3 separate regions of the Sus scrofa genome follow, and regions 2 and 3 are each linked to region 1. Evidence: chromatin contacts called from public HiChIP or PLAC-seq data. All regions are on one chromosome and are shown on one strand. The core of a region is the stretch at or near the end of the contact, and the rest is flanking DNA. Distances in the headings are between cores, read along the strand shown. Region 1 holds the start of TREX1 (three-prime repair exonuclease 1). Region 2 overlaps COL7A1 (collagen alpha-1(VII) chain). Region 3 overlaps PFKFB4 (6-phosphofructo-2-kinase/fructose-2,6-bisphosphatase 4).

What was found. HiChIP or PLAC-seq counts read pairs in DNA pulled down with a chosen protein or histone mark.
Region 2: an H3K27ac HiChIP or PLAC-seq map of alveolar macrophages shows a contact between it and region 1. The contact joins the enhancer-like site here to the promoter of TREX1 in region 1. A contact is called at or near these places in 2 of 5 promoter capture datasets (both in liver), 21 of 47 Hi-C or Micro-C datasets (alveolar macrophages, blood, brain and 12 more) and 2 of 2 datasets of contacts at active chromatin or transcription factors (alveolar macrophages and skeletal muscle).
Region 3: a contact with region 1 is called in an H3K27ac HiChIP or PLAC-seq map of skeletal muscle. The contact joins the enhancer-like site here to the promoter of TREX1 in region 1. A contact is called at or near these places in 2 of 5 promoter capture datasets (both in liver), 21 of 47 Hi-C or Micro-C datasets (alveolar macrophages, blood, brain and 12 more) and 2 of 2 datasets of contacts at active chromatin or transcription factors (alveolar macrophages and skeletal muscle).

Annotation. Positions count from the first base shown.
Region 1 is chr13:31,175,071-31,179,415 of Sscrofa11.1, forward strand. It overlaps TREX1 (three-prime repair exonuclease 1), which reads left to right and starts at 2,534. Exons shown (of 2, transcript XM_021070629.1): 1 at 2,534-2,614; 2 at 2,822-4,345. ATRIP (ATR-interacting protein) reads left to right here. Exons shown (of 13, transcript XM_005669525.3): 9 at 1,691-1,827; 10 at 1,989-2,080; 11 at 2,534-2,614; 12 at 2,822-3,074; 13 at 3,484-3,646. The coding sequence ends at 3,551.
Region 2 is chr13:31,262,954-31,267,298 of Sscrofa11.1, forward strand. COL7A1 (collagen alpha-1(VII) chain) reads right to left here. Exons shown (of 119, transcript XM_005669519.3): 106 at 4,156-4,236; 107 at 3,871-3,924; 108 at 3,730-3,783; 109 at 3,593-3,655; 110 at 3,078-3,140; 111 at 2,863-2,979; 112 at 2,335-2,412; 113 at 2,185-2,238; 114 at 1,963-2,011; 115 at 1,276-1,308; 116 at 1,041-1,127; 117 at 724-813; 118 at 438-641; 119 at 1-122. The coding sequence ends at 106. Among named protein-coding and RNA genes, the nearest start is that of UCN2, 3.3 kb to the left of the region's middle. Within about 2 kb of position 2,063, at least 4 of the 83 cell types and tissues checked have an H3K27ac peak or open chromatin away from gene starts, as enhancers often do. A contact at or near this core is called in alveolar macrophages, where this site is marked.
Region 3 is chr13:31,241,598-31,245,942 of Sscrofa11.1, forward strand. PFKFB4 (6-phosphofructo-2-kinase/fructose-2,6-bisphosphatase 4) reads right to left here. Exons shown (of 14, transcript XM_005669518.3): 4 at 2,097-2,163. Among named protein-coding and RNA genes, the nearest start is that of PFKFB4, 16 kb to the right of the region's middle. Within about 2 kb of position 1,919, at least 5 of the 83 cell types and tissues checked have an H3K27ac peak or open chromatin away from gene starts, as enhancers often do. A contact at or near this core is called in omental adipose tissue and skeletal muscle, where this site is marked.

The DNA.
Region 1 (4,345 bases), core at 1,284-3,783:
CATGTTGAGATGACCGTATGGTTTTTATTCTTCAATTTGTTAGTGTGGTATATCACACTGATTGATTTATGGATACTGAAGAATCCTTGCATCCCTAGGATAAATCCCACTTGATTATAGTGTATGGTCCTTTTAATGAATTGTTGGATTAGGTTTGAGGATTTTTGCATTGATGTTCATCAATGATATTGGCCTATAATTTTCTTTTTTTGTAGTATTTTTGTCTGGTTTTGGTCTTGGGGTGACGGTGGTCTCATACAATGAATTTGTAAGTGTTCCTTCCTCTACAATTTTTTGGAATAGTTTCAGAAGATGTACATGTTAACTCTTCTCTAAATGTTTGATAGAATCCACTGTGAAAGCCATCTGGTCCTGGACTTTTGTTGGGAGTTTTTTTTCTTTTTTAAAATATATATTTTTTTCTTTTTAGGGCCACACCTGTGGCATTTGGAAGTTCCTGGGCTAGGGGTCAAATTGGAGTTGCGAGCTGCAGCTGCCACCCTACACCACAGCCACAGCTACACCGGATGCAAGCCACATCTGCAATCTACACACAGCTTGCAGCAATGCCTGATCCTTAGCAAAATGAGTGAGGCCAGGGTTCAAACCCCTACCCTCACAGAGACTGTGTTGGGTACTTAACCCGCTGAGCCACAAAGGGAACTCCTGCTGGGAGTTTCTTAATCACAGATTCAATTTCAGTACTTGCCTTTGTATGCCAGCAGTACACTCCCCTCTTGTTACCCAGGGGCCAGGGACCAGCTAGTCCCAGGGTAGGTTCTGACCTGTTTGCAGACTCAGTTCTGCAGGATGCAGGATCATATTTTCTTGTTTAGAGTGTCTGCCTCCAGGTGAGTGAAGCTTATCTAGAGGCTTGTGCAGGCTTCCCCATGGGAGTGCAGCTCCTGATGGGTGGAGCTGGGTCTTGGCCCTCAGGTGGGGCAGGGCTTTGTCAAGGGGTGTGTCTAGAGGTGGCTGTGGGCCCAGGAAGTCTTTTTTTTTTTTTTTTGGCTACCCTGAGGCATACGAAGTTCCCAGACCAAGGACCAGATCTGAGCAACAGTGGTGACCAATACCGCAGTTGCAGCAATCTGGATCCTTTAACCCACTGTGCAGGGCCAGGGATCAAATCTGTGTCCTGGCACTGGAGAGACACCACCAACCCCATTGCACCACAGTGGGAACTCCTCAGAAAGTCTTTAGGCAGCCTGTCTACTAATGGGTGGGGCTGCATTCCCAGGCGGTGGGTTGGCTAGCCTCATAAGATCCAGCCATAGCCAAGGCTCCATCACTGCTGAAGCCTGGCTCATTCTTTGGTGGTATCCCAGGACATTTCTCTCACACCCAAGTTAAGACCTGCCTCCTATTTGGGAGCAGAGCCTCCCAGGAGCAATATGGAGGCCAGGCACCCCAGGTCCAAGGAGGCATCCTGAAATACAAATGCTGGACAGCACTGTCAGCTAAGGACCTGTCATCTCCAAGCCACAGCAGTCCTGCAGTGGAGGGTGGTACCCACTTGGTCACATAAAATGAGTATCCGCAAGTAGGCTGCCATTTGAACCCAGATCTTTCTGAATCAAGTTTTCTCTTTGCACTGGCCTCTTGGAAGTTCCTGTTAACCTCCAGTAAAAAGTGAGGGTGAGTTATGGGAGTGGGTCGGAGGTGTCACATCTCTCTGGGCCCGTTTCAGGTTCCAGTGCGTGTTCCGGGTGCTGCCCCAGTGCCTGCGCCCAGAGACACCCCTGCCTGGTGTGCTACTGACTGTTGAGCTCCTGTCCCTCCTGGCGGACCATGAGAAGCTCGCCCCTCAGCTCTGTTCCCACTCAGGTAAAAGTAGGCCTGGGGTGTACGTCTAGGCTGCTCCTGCAAGTTGCAGTGAAGGGTGGTGGCAGGGACAGGTCAGGGGCCTCCTGAGGGCTTCTGCAGCTTGTACCCAGGTGCTGGGTAGGGAGGGGAACCCTGAATGACAGGTGGGACATCCTTTCCAGAAGGCTGCCTCCTCCTCCTCCTGTACATGTACATCACGTCAAGGCCTGACAAAGCAGCCTCGGAGACACAGTGGCTTCAGCTGGAACAAGAGGTAAAACTACTAGAGCCCCTTCTGTGGCCTGCTCACCACCCCACTCCAGAGCCACTTTTCCTCCTTCTGGGAACAAAGGGAGCTTTAATTCATTTTGGTAATGAGTTCAGCCACTAACAAGGTAAACTCACTTGGGGAGCTCCATACAACACAGATCCAGTACAGGCGGACTTCTGGGGATCCTGGGACTTAGCAGGGTTGCCTGATAACTGATGCTCCCCTGGTTTGGGGGCCTGGTGGCTGGAGGTAGCCTGGAACGAGGTGGGTCACTGGTGAGACACAGGTGTTGGCAAGCCTCTCCTGGGAAGGCCTCACAATACTACCACCTCTAGGATCCTTAGTGCAGAGGAGCAGTTGCTGAGACAACCGGAGCTCTTAGAGAAGCTTGAGAAAGCTCTCACTGACCAAGGTCCTGTTCTGCCATGGATGGAACAGAATCTCTTCCTGTTCTAGGCCGTGTGGCTCCTGGCTAAGCTTGGTGTCCAGAGCCCCTCTTCCCCAGTTACCGGCTCCAGCTGTCAGTGCAACGTGGAGGTGAGTGCCAGGGACAAGCAGGGGCAACAGCGGTTGGCTCTGTTGGTGGGTGAGGGGGCCCCGCGCAAGGATCTGTGCTCTTCCCCAGGATTAGAGCACCGCTCAGAACCTTCCTCACCTGGGGGGCAAGGAAAGGGGCTGCCCAGCTGAGCAGGTTGTTAGGGCACAGCGACCAGAAGGCCTGACCTCAGCCTGCCCCTGTCCCAGGTGGTCAGAGCACTCACCGTGATGCTGCACAGACAGTGGCTGACGGTGCAGAGGGCGGGGGCGCTCCCGAGGACTGACCAGCAGAAGCGGACAGTGCGGTGTCTGCGGGACACAGTGCTGCTGCTGCACAGCCTGTCCCAGAAGGACAAGCTCTTCACTGTGCACTGCGTGGAGGTCCTGCATCAGTACGACCAGGTGATGCCAGGGGTCAGCTTGCTGATTCGAGGGCTTCCTGACGTGACAGACTGTGAAGGTGAGCCGGCAAGACGGCCCCTCCCTGCCCAGCCCACGTTTGGGGTTTGCCCTGGAGTCTATGGGCAGGTCAGCCCTCCCCACCTTAGGTCAGCAGCCCTCCGTGCTCACGGCCTTTGCCAGCACTGGGGCCATTCTTGTCTTCCTGCTCCGGTTCTTCTCTGAGTATTATCAGCCTGCCTTTTGCTCCTATCTGTTGAATCAGCCTGGCAGAACCACGGTTTTTCCAGAAACATCCCTGTCTGAATTGCCTTTGTATCACTTTGCTTGCAGTAGCTGAGGGAGCAAGGCCTGGGCATGGAAGGGACTGGTTAGTTCCTGTGGGCCTGGGTGTGGGAGGAGAGGTGGACTTGCTGCAGTCCCAGCGCCTTTAGGCCTTGGCCACAGAACCTTCTTCTCTTTTGGCTCAGAGGCAGCCCTGGATGACCTCTGCGCCACAGAGCCCGATGTGGACGACCCTGAGATGGACTGTGGCTGAGGCCGGGTGAACATCGAGCCACATGGTGGCACCAGCGCCACTCATTTCCTTACCTCATCCACTGATTAAAAGCAGTGACTGGCTGTTTGAGAACATACCAGCCTTTGTTTCCTGAGTCTGATGTGTGTCAGCTGATTGGGAGGGACAGAGTAGGAGCGGGATCCAAGGAAACTGGGATCCTTCTTACTGTCCCTGGAGGGAGCTGAGATCCAGCCCCTTGGTGATGAATCTGCTCTGAGGAAGCAGCCCTGCTCTGCCCTGCCTGTGGAATTGCCCTGAGTCATCGCATTGGGCTGAGGCCATGGTTAGAAACCATTGTGTGGCAGAGAAGGAGGCAGCCCTTCAGCCCAGGCCTAAACCAGGGAGGCCTGGGAAAGTGGGGCCAAGGGGTGGGTACAAACGCCATGGCAGGGGCTCCCGGCAGGCTTGAGTCCTGGAGCTCGCCTTCCCGGATAGCCCTGTCCCCTGCTGTCCAGGGGTCCTGGTGCACTGTGCCAGACAGAGATCTGAGAAGGCCTTTGAGGCAGTACTGTGGGTGCCTGGGGAGGGAACGGGTGTTGGCAAGAGGGACAGCCCAGCAGGCTGACGAGCAGGGGCGGGCTTTGCTCACACCAGCTCCTGGGCGGGCTCAGGCCCAGTTTCACTTCCCGCCACTGCTGCCAGCAGCAAGAACCAGCCAGAGAGCATTCACCCTGAGTCATTGCTGCCTGCCTGCTGTTCGGTGAGGACCCCCAAGGGGATGGGGTAGGGTGGGAGGGCTGTGGGTACCTGCTCCCCCACACACACCAGGCTAA
Region 2 (4,345 bases), core at 813-3,312, 87 kb after region 1:
ACGGACACGCTCATGCACGCTCACGGGCACACAGGCCTCTAGCACCAAGGGGAGGGACAGCAGGGCCCAATGGAGACACCGACTCCTTCAGCACATCATCTGGCCTCAACTCCGGGCAGCACCTGGTGGGGCAGGTGGGCTTCAGCCATCTGACCTTTCCCAACACGTGGGCCACAGAGAAGCAGAGGGCAAGGGGTCGCTGTGAGAGCTGGGGGCAACACAGGTGTGGGGCTCTGCCCACACAGAGGGATCCCTACGTGAGTCTTTAAGGGAGGGGGACCATACTGGGGACTCCACACAGAGCTGGGCTTCTCCATTCATCTCCTTGGTCTGGAGGACTGTCGCAGGTCCCCCAGTCTGAGGCAACTGCTGACCCAGGATTCTATCCTGTCCGCGATCTGGGTAAGCCCCTAATGGGGTGGGGAGTAGACCCATACCTGTCCCCTGGCTCTGGGCCATCCGGGGTGGGCAGCGGCTCTCACAGGCCTCACGGGTCTCAAAACGGTTGGCATTCCCTCCACAGCCACCATAGACAAAGGGATGACAGGCCACCGTGCCACCTGCCACAGCCCGATGATACCAGCGCAGGGTGTAGGCAGTACAGGAGCCCTCATCCAGTGGAAGTGAGCAGGGATCTGGGGCTAATAGGGGTCAGAGAGGTCAGCAGGGATGGGCTCTGCCTGCCCCTCCCCAAATCCCTCTTGGGCCAGACCCCTGTCTCACCATCGCCATCCCAGGGAGCCTCAGGGTTCTGGTATTCCTCCACGGAGTACTCTGAGTATTCATACTCGTCGTCCTCGGGGGGCACCTGGCCTGCACGCACAGTGGGGTGTGTCGTGAGTGGGGCCACTGCAGAGTTGGGGTCGTGCTGCCCAACCATGGCCCTTGGGGTGGGTGGGCAGCATGGTCTCCTATGTGTGTGTACAACAGTGTCCTCTGCACGTGGACCCCACAGGCATGGCAGGGGCCCCGCACACATAAGCAGCCCCACGTATGTCTTTCCTTCCCCACACGTGCCCCATGGCTCCAGCTGCCCTCACCTTCCTCCTCTGCATGAGAGACACGCAGCACGGGCACGCGGTGGAGCTGGGGGCCAGCAGTGTCTGCAGCGTAACTCGGAAGGGGTCCTGGAGCCAGGAGCAGGGGCACAGGGCCCTGGGGTCAGCATGGTTGCCACCCCAGCAAAGCCCCTGCTGAGAGGACCCAGGTGATGGGCACAGCAGGGCCTGGGCTGAGGAAAGTCCCAGGAGCAGAAAATATGGGAAAACTACTCACGTGATCCAGATGCAATAAACTGACCCTGGCAGGCTGGAAGGGGCAGAGGCAGCAGGGAGAGAGACAGGGACAGAAAGCAGAGGACAAAGATGGAAAGAGGCAGGGGGAGAGACACGCACATGGGGCAGAGCCATAAGGGGGACAGCAGGAAAGATTGACAGACAGGGGAGAGAGGAAGGGAAGCAGAAGCAGAGAAAGAGAAAGAAAGAGAAAGAAAGGAAGGGGAGAAGCAGAGGGCAAGAGAGAGAGGGAGAGACAGGAAGTCAAGAGCGGCCGGGCAGGGAGATGAGCGAAAGCAGCCACAGACAGAGAGGGAAGGAGAAGGAACTTCACTTTGATGCCCCTCAGGGCCATCAGAGACCCCCACCCCCACCCTAGCTCCAGGTCAGGCCCTGAGAACCAGCTCTGCTCACACCTCCACCCCCTCCACACAGAGCATACTGGGCACCCAGGAATATTACGTGTCCCTCCACCTCTGCGTGTGGCTCCACTTGGAGAGGTCCTGGCAGCATGTCTGCCCTGAAGCACCTGGGTCCTTTGGGTAGCCATCTGTCTCTACCCATCTCCTTGACAGCTTGCCCCCCACCCCCACCCCGGAAGTTCTGCAGATGTTGCCTGCCCCTGTCTAGGGGTGCGGGGATGGAGGAGGGATGGGACCCAAGACACTCTGAATTGGGCCCCACTCACCGCAATGCTGACTCATCTCCTGACGCACAAGTCCCCGGATGTCATCCTCCTAAGAGCCCAAGACCACAGGGGTCAGGAAGAAGCCATGGATCACAGAAGGACAAAGGGTACATGATGCAGGGTTAGTGGAGAGACAGTGCTGAGTCAGGGTCCAGGGCCCAGGGGTCATGGTGTTGGGTACAGGAGACAGAGCCCCCACCCAACCCTCCACCCCACACTCACAGTCAGCGCAGCTTCTCCTTTCTCACCACGGGGCCCTGCAGGGCCTGGCCGCCCCTATGGGGTAAAGGATGAGGCCAGGCTGTACCTTTGATCTCAGGGAACCAGAGGTCACCCCAACCTTTGACTCCAAGCCCAGGAATCCCAACTCACCTGCTCCCCTCTTTCTCCAGGGGTTCCAGGTGCCCCAGGGGCCCCCACCACACTCTCTCCAGGGGGACCTCGCTCACCCTGTCAAACATAAGGACCACAGCAGCAAGGTCAGAGGCAGTGGGGGTCAGAAGTAGGACAAGTTGGGATCATAGGTTCAAAAGTTGGGGCAAGGAGGAGTTCCCATCGTGGCTCAGCAGTTAACGAACCCAACTAGCATCCATGAGGACATGGGTTCAATCCCTGGCCTCGCCTAGTAGGTTAAGGATCTGGCGTTGCCGTGAGCTGTGGTGTAGGTCACAGACGTGGCTTGGATCCTGTGTTGCTGTGGCTGTGGTGTAGGCTGGTAGCCACAACTCCAATTGGACCCCTAGCCTGAGAACCTCCACATGCCAGGGTGCATCCCCAAAAAGACAAAAAAAAAAAAAAAGAAGTTGGGGCAAGGCTATTGAGGGATGGGTTGCAGAGGTGAATGAGGTTAGAAGGATTAGGGTGGTTCAGGCGTCAGGATTCAACGTCAGGGCCTCTTACCTTCTGGCCCTGAAGTCCTTCAGGGCCTTTGGGACCAACACTGCCAGGTGGCCCAGGGGGCCCGCTAGAGCCATCACTGCCCCTGGGACCTGGGAAGCCCCCAGTTCCTGGGGGCCCCTGGGAAGAGATAGGACAGGGTCAGTGATCAGAGCATCCAAAGATGGACCTACTTCCAGACAGTGCAATCCCCTCAGTTGACCTGGGTCTCAACTTACCCGTTCCCCTTTCTCACCCTGGTCACCCTTGGGTCCTGGCTGCCCATCAAAGCCTCGGTCACCCTGGGAACAGAAAGAAGCGTGAGAAACCCTCTAGCCTGGCCTCCTTCAGCTCAACCCCCTTGAGCCTCCAGGCCCAATGGCTATAACCTCAAGCACCTGTGACTCTACCAGCCCAGAACCCTCAATCTGCCATGATCCCTGTGACCCCGACCCCACTGTGACACCCTTGCCCTGACTACCTATTTCCCCTGCACTGACACTCCAACCTCCCCAACTGACTTCCATCCACCATAACCGCTTAGCTCTGAGGGCTGTGCTGCTCCACCTCCCATCCCTTAATCCTAAATCCCCACTGTGTCCCCAACCCCCTTGAAACCCCAAGAGCAGGCCCACTTCACCCTTCAATGTCCCAACCTTTCACAAACTTCCCTGACCCAACCCTCCACGACTCTACTGTGCCCTTTCCTGCCCAACCCCAAACTCCCGATATCCACTGTGGGGAGACCCTATACCTTGGGGCCGATCAGGCCCTCCTTTCCAGGGGCTCCTGACGGGCCTGGAATACCTGGCTCCCCCTGGAGAAGAAAAGGCATTAGCTGGGCCCAGGATCACCCATCCACTCCTCATTCTGGGGGTGCCCCACACTCACCAACTCTCCTTTGCGTCCTGCTAGCCCTGGGCGGCCCGGGGGACCAGCTTCTCCCTGCAGGCATCAAGTGGAGGGGTCAGCCTTAGGCTCCAGGACCCGTAGCCCCCTGCATCCCCCCCCAACCCCTCATCACCCCTGTACCTTATCTCCCTTCTCTCCATCGAGGCCACAGGCTCCCTTAACCCCCCGTTCGCCCTGAGGGAAAAAAATAAGTGAAAAAGTGACTTCTGGATACCTCACTCTATAACATCTTGACCCTGAAACCACTCTCCAAACTGGCCTTAGGTACTCCAGCTTCTGACACTCCAACCTTAGACCTAACACCTCAAATTCAACCTTGGCTACCCCAGTATCTGGCCCCAGACACCTCACCCTCCAACATCAGGTCCTCCTGATTAGGGGGAAAAAAAACAGGCCCTTGCCCACCTTGAGGCCCCGGGGACCCATGAAGCCAACATCTCCTTTGTCTCCTCGGACACCAGGGACTCCATCCTTTCCTGGGGATCCCTGGGGGGAGGGAAGGGGTCAATGTGAGGTCAGTGAGGGATCAAAGGAAATCACTCTGGATGTAATGGACAAGGAACACCATGGGGGTGAGAATCATCATTGGGGGTCA
Region 3 (4,345 bases), core at 669-3,168, 66 kb after region 1:
GAACTTCAGTATAGATCACAGACTCAGCTCGGATCCTGCACTGCTGTGGCCATGGTGTAGGCCAGCAGCTGCAGCGCCAATCAGCCCCCTAGCCTGGGAACCTCCATATGCCATGGATACAGCCCTAAAAATAAGACCAAAAAAACCCTGACCATTATTGTCTAAAGAGACATAAAAAGCACTATCATAAGTACAAAACGAGAACAGAGTTCTAAAAAATTGAAATACTCAGAGAATAAGAAATTTTAAATTTGGAAATTAAAATATGCTCAGAGGTTTAAAAATTGAGCCAAAAAGAAAAAAAAAAGGAGTTCCTGTTGTGGTTCAGCAGGTTAAGAGCTCAACGAGTACCCATGAGTATAAGGGTTTGATCCCTGGCCTCATTCAGTGGGTTAAGGATCCAGCATTGCTGTGAGCTGTGGTGTAGGTTGCAGATGTGGCTCAGATCCCGTGTTGCTGTGGCTATGGTGTAGGCCAGCGCTTATAGCTCCAATTCGACCCCTAGCCTGGGAACCTCCATATGCCGGGGGGCAACCCTAAAAATACAAAAAATAAAAATAAAAAGTAAAAAAATTAAATTAAAAAATAGAAATGTTTTCTGGGAGTTCCTGTTGTGCCTCAGTGGCAACAAATCCGACTAGTATCCATGAGGACGAGGGTTCAATCCCTAGCCCCACTCAGTGGGTTAAGGATCTGGCAGTGCTGTAAGCTGTGGTGTATGCTGGCAGCTACAGCTCCAATTCCACCCCTAGCCTGCAAACTTCCATACGCCGCAGGTGTGGCCCTAAAGAGAAAAAATAAAATAATAAAATAAAATAAATAAAATAAAATAAAAATTTTTTCCTGGAGTTCCCTTGTGGTACTGGCACTGTAGCAGTTTGGGTGGCTGCTATGGCACAGGGTTGAATCCTGGCCTGGAACTCATACATGCCACAAGCATGGCAGAAAAGAAAGGGGGGCAGGGGCTTTGTTGAAACCTTTTGGGGAGTTTGGGGCTTTCTGGGCACCAGCCACCCCCTCCTTATATGGCCTTGCAATAAACCTTGCTCTCCTCCAAACTCCGATGTTTCAGTATTGCTTGGCCTCATGGAGCATCAAGCACATGAATTCTGGTTCAGTAACAAGAGGAAAAGGCATGAGAAGCCCCCAGTTCCCTCTAAAAAATGAAACTTTTAAGGAGGATCAGCAAACCAGAATGACATCAGACTTTCCCAAAGCCACTCTAGAAGCCACAATTCCATGGAGCAATGTCATGGAAATTCTAAAGGAAATGTTCTTCCTCCCCAGAATTCTATAACCATTTATCAACTGCGAGGGTCAAAAGACATTTCTAGACATGCAAGGTCTCACAAAATTTACTTCGCAAGTACTTTTCTCAGAAAGCTACTGGAGAATATGCTCCAACAAAATGAATCAGTAAACCAAGGAAAAGGAAGACATGGGATGCAAGAGCAGGGCTTTCAACTCAGGACAGAGGAGAAGGAAATTCCCAGGGTGACAGCTGTGCCACAGACCTAGAGGAGAACTGATCTAGATGGGACTGGTGGACGGGGTGGGGGGGCAGATGGCAGAACTCCAGGACGCATGCCTCCAAGAAGAGAAAGGAAGGAAAAAACAGCTCCTGTGTGTGACTGCATAAGGTTGGGGTAGGGCCCTTTCCCGCAACACACCCTTGCTCAGCATTGTCCCACTTGTCCATCTGACTGGAGGAGCCAACACAGAGGTGGAATCCCCTTACCCGGCATTCACCTGATTTCCTGATCCCAGCCACCAAATGCAGGGCAGAATGTTCCCCACACCAGGAGAAATCTCATTTGCTAAAGGGAACATGACACCTCTGACTTGTGGAGTAGCACAACATGAGTATTCAGAGGGGAGTCCTGCGGAGTCAAACACAACCACAAGCCCAGAGGGAAATTCCTGGCCCACATCCAGCCTCTGGCTTCCTCCTACATAGTAGCTGCCTCCTGCCTCCCAGGGGCACCCAGGGCCACGCACACCCTGTCTTCCCCTCCAGATGCCCTATGAGTGAAGGAGGAGAAGTGTGTGGGGCTCCCACATGTCACTCCCCCACGTCACCAGGGTGTTAGACTTACCGCCACATGTCCCCCCTCCTCACTAAGAAACCGCCGAACATCACGGAGAGCTGCCAGGGCACACTGCCTTCAGAAAAGAAAACACAGGGTCAGCCAAGCACCTAACTACAGCTGAAGGAGGTCCCACACCGAACAGGAGAGGGACAAGCTTCTGCAGCCTCTTCCCTCTTCTCAAGGTTTCTCTTTCCTTGGGAAGATTTTCAGTGTTTTGCTGACTGTGCTCCTACAGGTGGAAGGCTATGTGCTCCCAGCCTCAGGAATACTTTCAGAAACACTGCTTTGCTGTACTCTCCCTCTTCACCTCATCACATACAAGCCCAGGCCACCATTTTGCTATATTCATGATTTCTAAGTGTCATGTATTTTCCCTGATTATCAAAATAAGCGCTTTTAAAACCAGACCTTGGAGGTGCAGTGGGTAAGTGGTGGTGGGAGAGGAGAGACACTGTCAATGGCTCCCATTCAGCTGCATTAAAAGCTTAATGTTCAATTTTCTTTCTTAGAAGGGAGATGTGGACTAAGAATGCCACCTGCCACATCAGCAAACAAAGGGCGTTGCAGCCATCAAGCCATCAGCCACTGCAGCTGCCCCGCACCAGTGCACCCTGAGGGGACTCAGGATGATGGCAAAGAACTCCAAACCAGCCCTAGAGAGCCAAAGTGTGCATCCAAAAAATAAATACATAAATAAATTGTGACCTGAAGTTTGGCACTTGCCCTCAGCATCTATGTGGATTCAATCATGAGCCACTGCAGCTGTCGACCCCGCAGCACCCCTGAGCAGAGCTCAGGGTGAAAATCGGGAGTGAGGTACTCTGTGCTCTGGGAAACCTGGAAGAACAGGTCTTCAGATCGTCAGATATTTTTAGAAGATGTTATGTGCCCAATTCTTGCATCCCCTCATATCTAGAAAAACACTAAAATCCTTCACAGTGATGTCTTCCCCTTGCGACCTTCAGGAGATCAGCAACTAACTTCTGTAAAATGTGTGTGTGCTGCCTGCACCTCCCCCTCCCCTTCATCATATCCTGCTATTCCCCCTTTCCTCTTTGGGGTGGAATTTCAGAGCTATCTGAACCCCCGCCCACCCAGGCTGTAGTCAAGGATAAGCAAAGAATGTCAGGTCATCTGTGAATGCAGTCACCTCCAAGGGTGAGAGCTGGTGAGTCCTGCAGGCTCTGAAAACTTAGGATACTGGCCTTGATAGCAGAGATGCCTATCAAAGGAATGATTTCAGTGAGCTCAGTCAGACCTCTTCGGTTCCTCCTACCTGCCCTTTGTTGCAAAAACTCTGATACATCCTAGCTCCTCCCTTTCCTCCTCGGAGTGGTTTCTCAGGGCTACCTGAGATGCTGTCTTCCTGGCTTGGCTGCTAATTTTGCCCCAAATAAAACTTAACTCTCAGCTTTCAAGTTGTGCATTTTTTTTAAAAGTCGACTAAATAGATAAATAAATAAATAATCCCACGAAGTTCCCCTTGTGGTTGAGCGGTAATAAACCTGATTTACAGTATCCTTGAGGACTTGGATTCAGTACCTGGCCCTGCTCAGTGGGTTAAGGATCCAGTGCTGCTGTGAGCTACTATGCAGGTAGCAGATGAGGCTCTCTGGCATTGCTGTGGCTGTGACATAGGTTGGCAGCTGAAGCTCCAATTGGACTCCTAGCCTGGGAACTTCCATATGCCATGGGTGTGGCCCTAAAAAAATAAAAGAAGTGCACATCCAAGGAATGGTTTCCATGAGCCCAACTCTTGCATCTTCACATACATAGAAAAGTGCTAAATTTGTTAACTTGAGATGTCTGTTTTACTTTAATTAACAACCATCTTTTGATGTTCTGACTGCCTGGTTTTTGTTGCAAAAACTCATTATCCTGGCACCTCTCTTACCTCTACAGGGCAGTCCCTCAGAGCTATGTGAGAGTTTGTCTTCTGGGCTTAAGTCCTCAGTTTTTTTGGCCACCCCAAAGCATACGGAGTTCCAGGGATCAGATCTGAGCCGCAGTTGCAACCCACACTGCAGCTGCAGCAATGCCGGGATCCTTAACCCATTGTGCTGGGCTGGGGATGGAACCTGTGTCCCAGTGCTCCAGAGATACCAGCAATCCCCTTGCGCCTCAGTGGGAACTCCTTAAGTTCTCAGTTTCATTAGCTGAATAAAACATAATTCACAACCTTTTGGTTGTGAATTTTTTTTCAGTCAACAGAGAACTTCCCAAGTGAGTTTATGCTATTGAAGGGATTCAAGGTG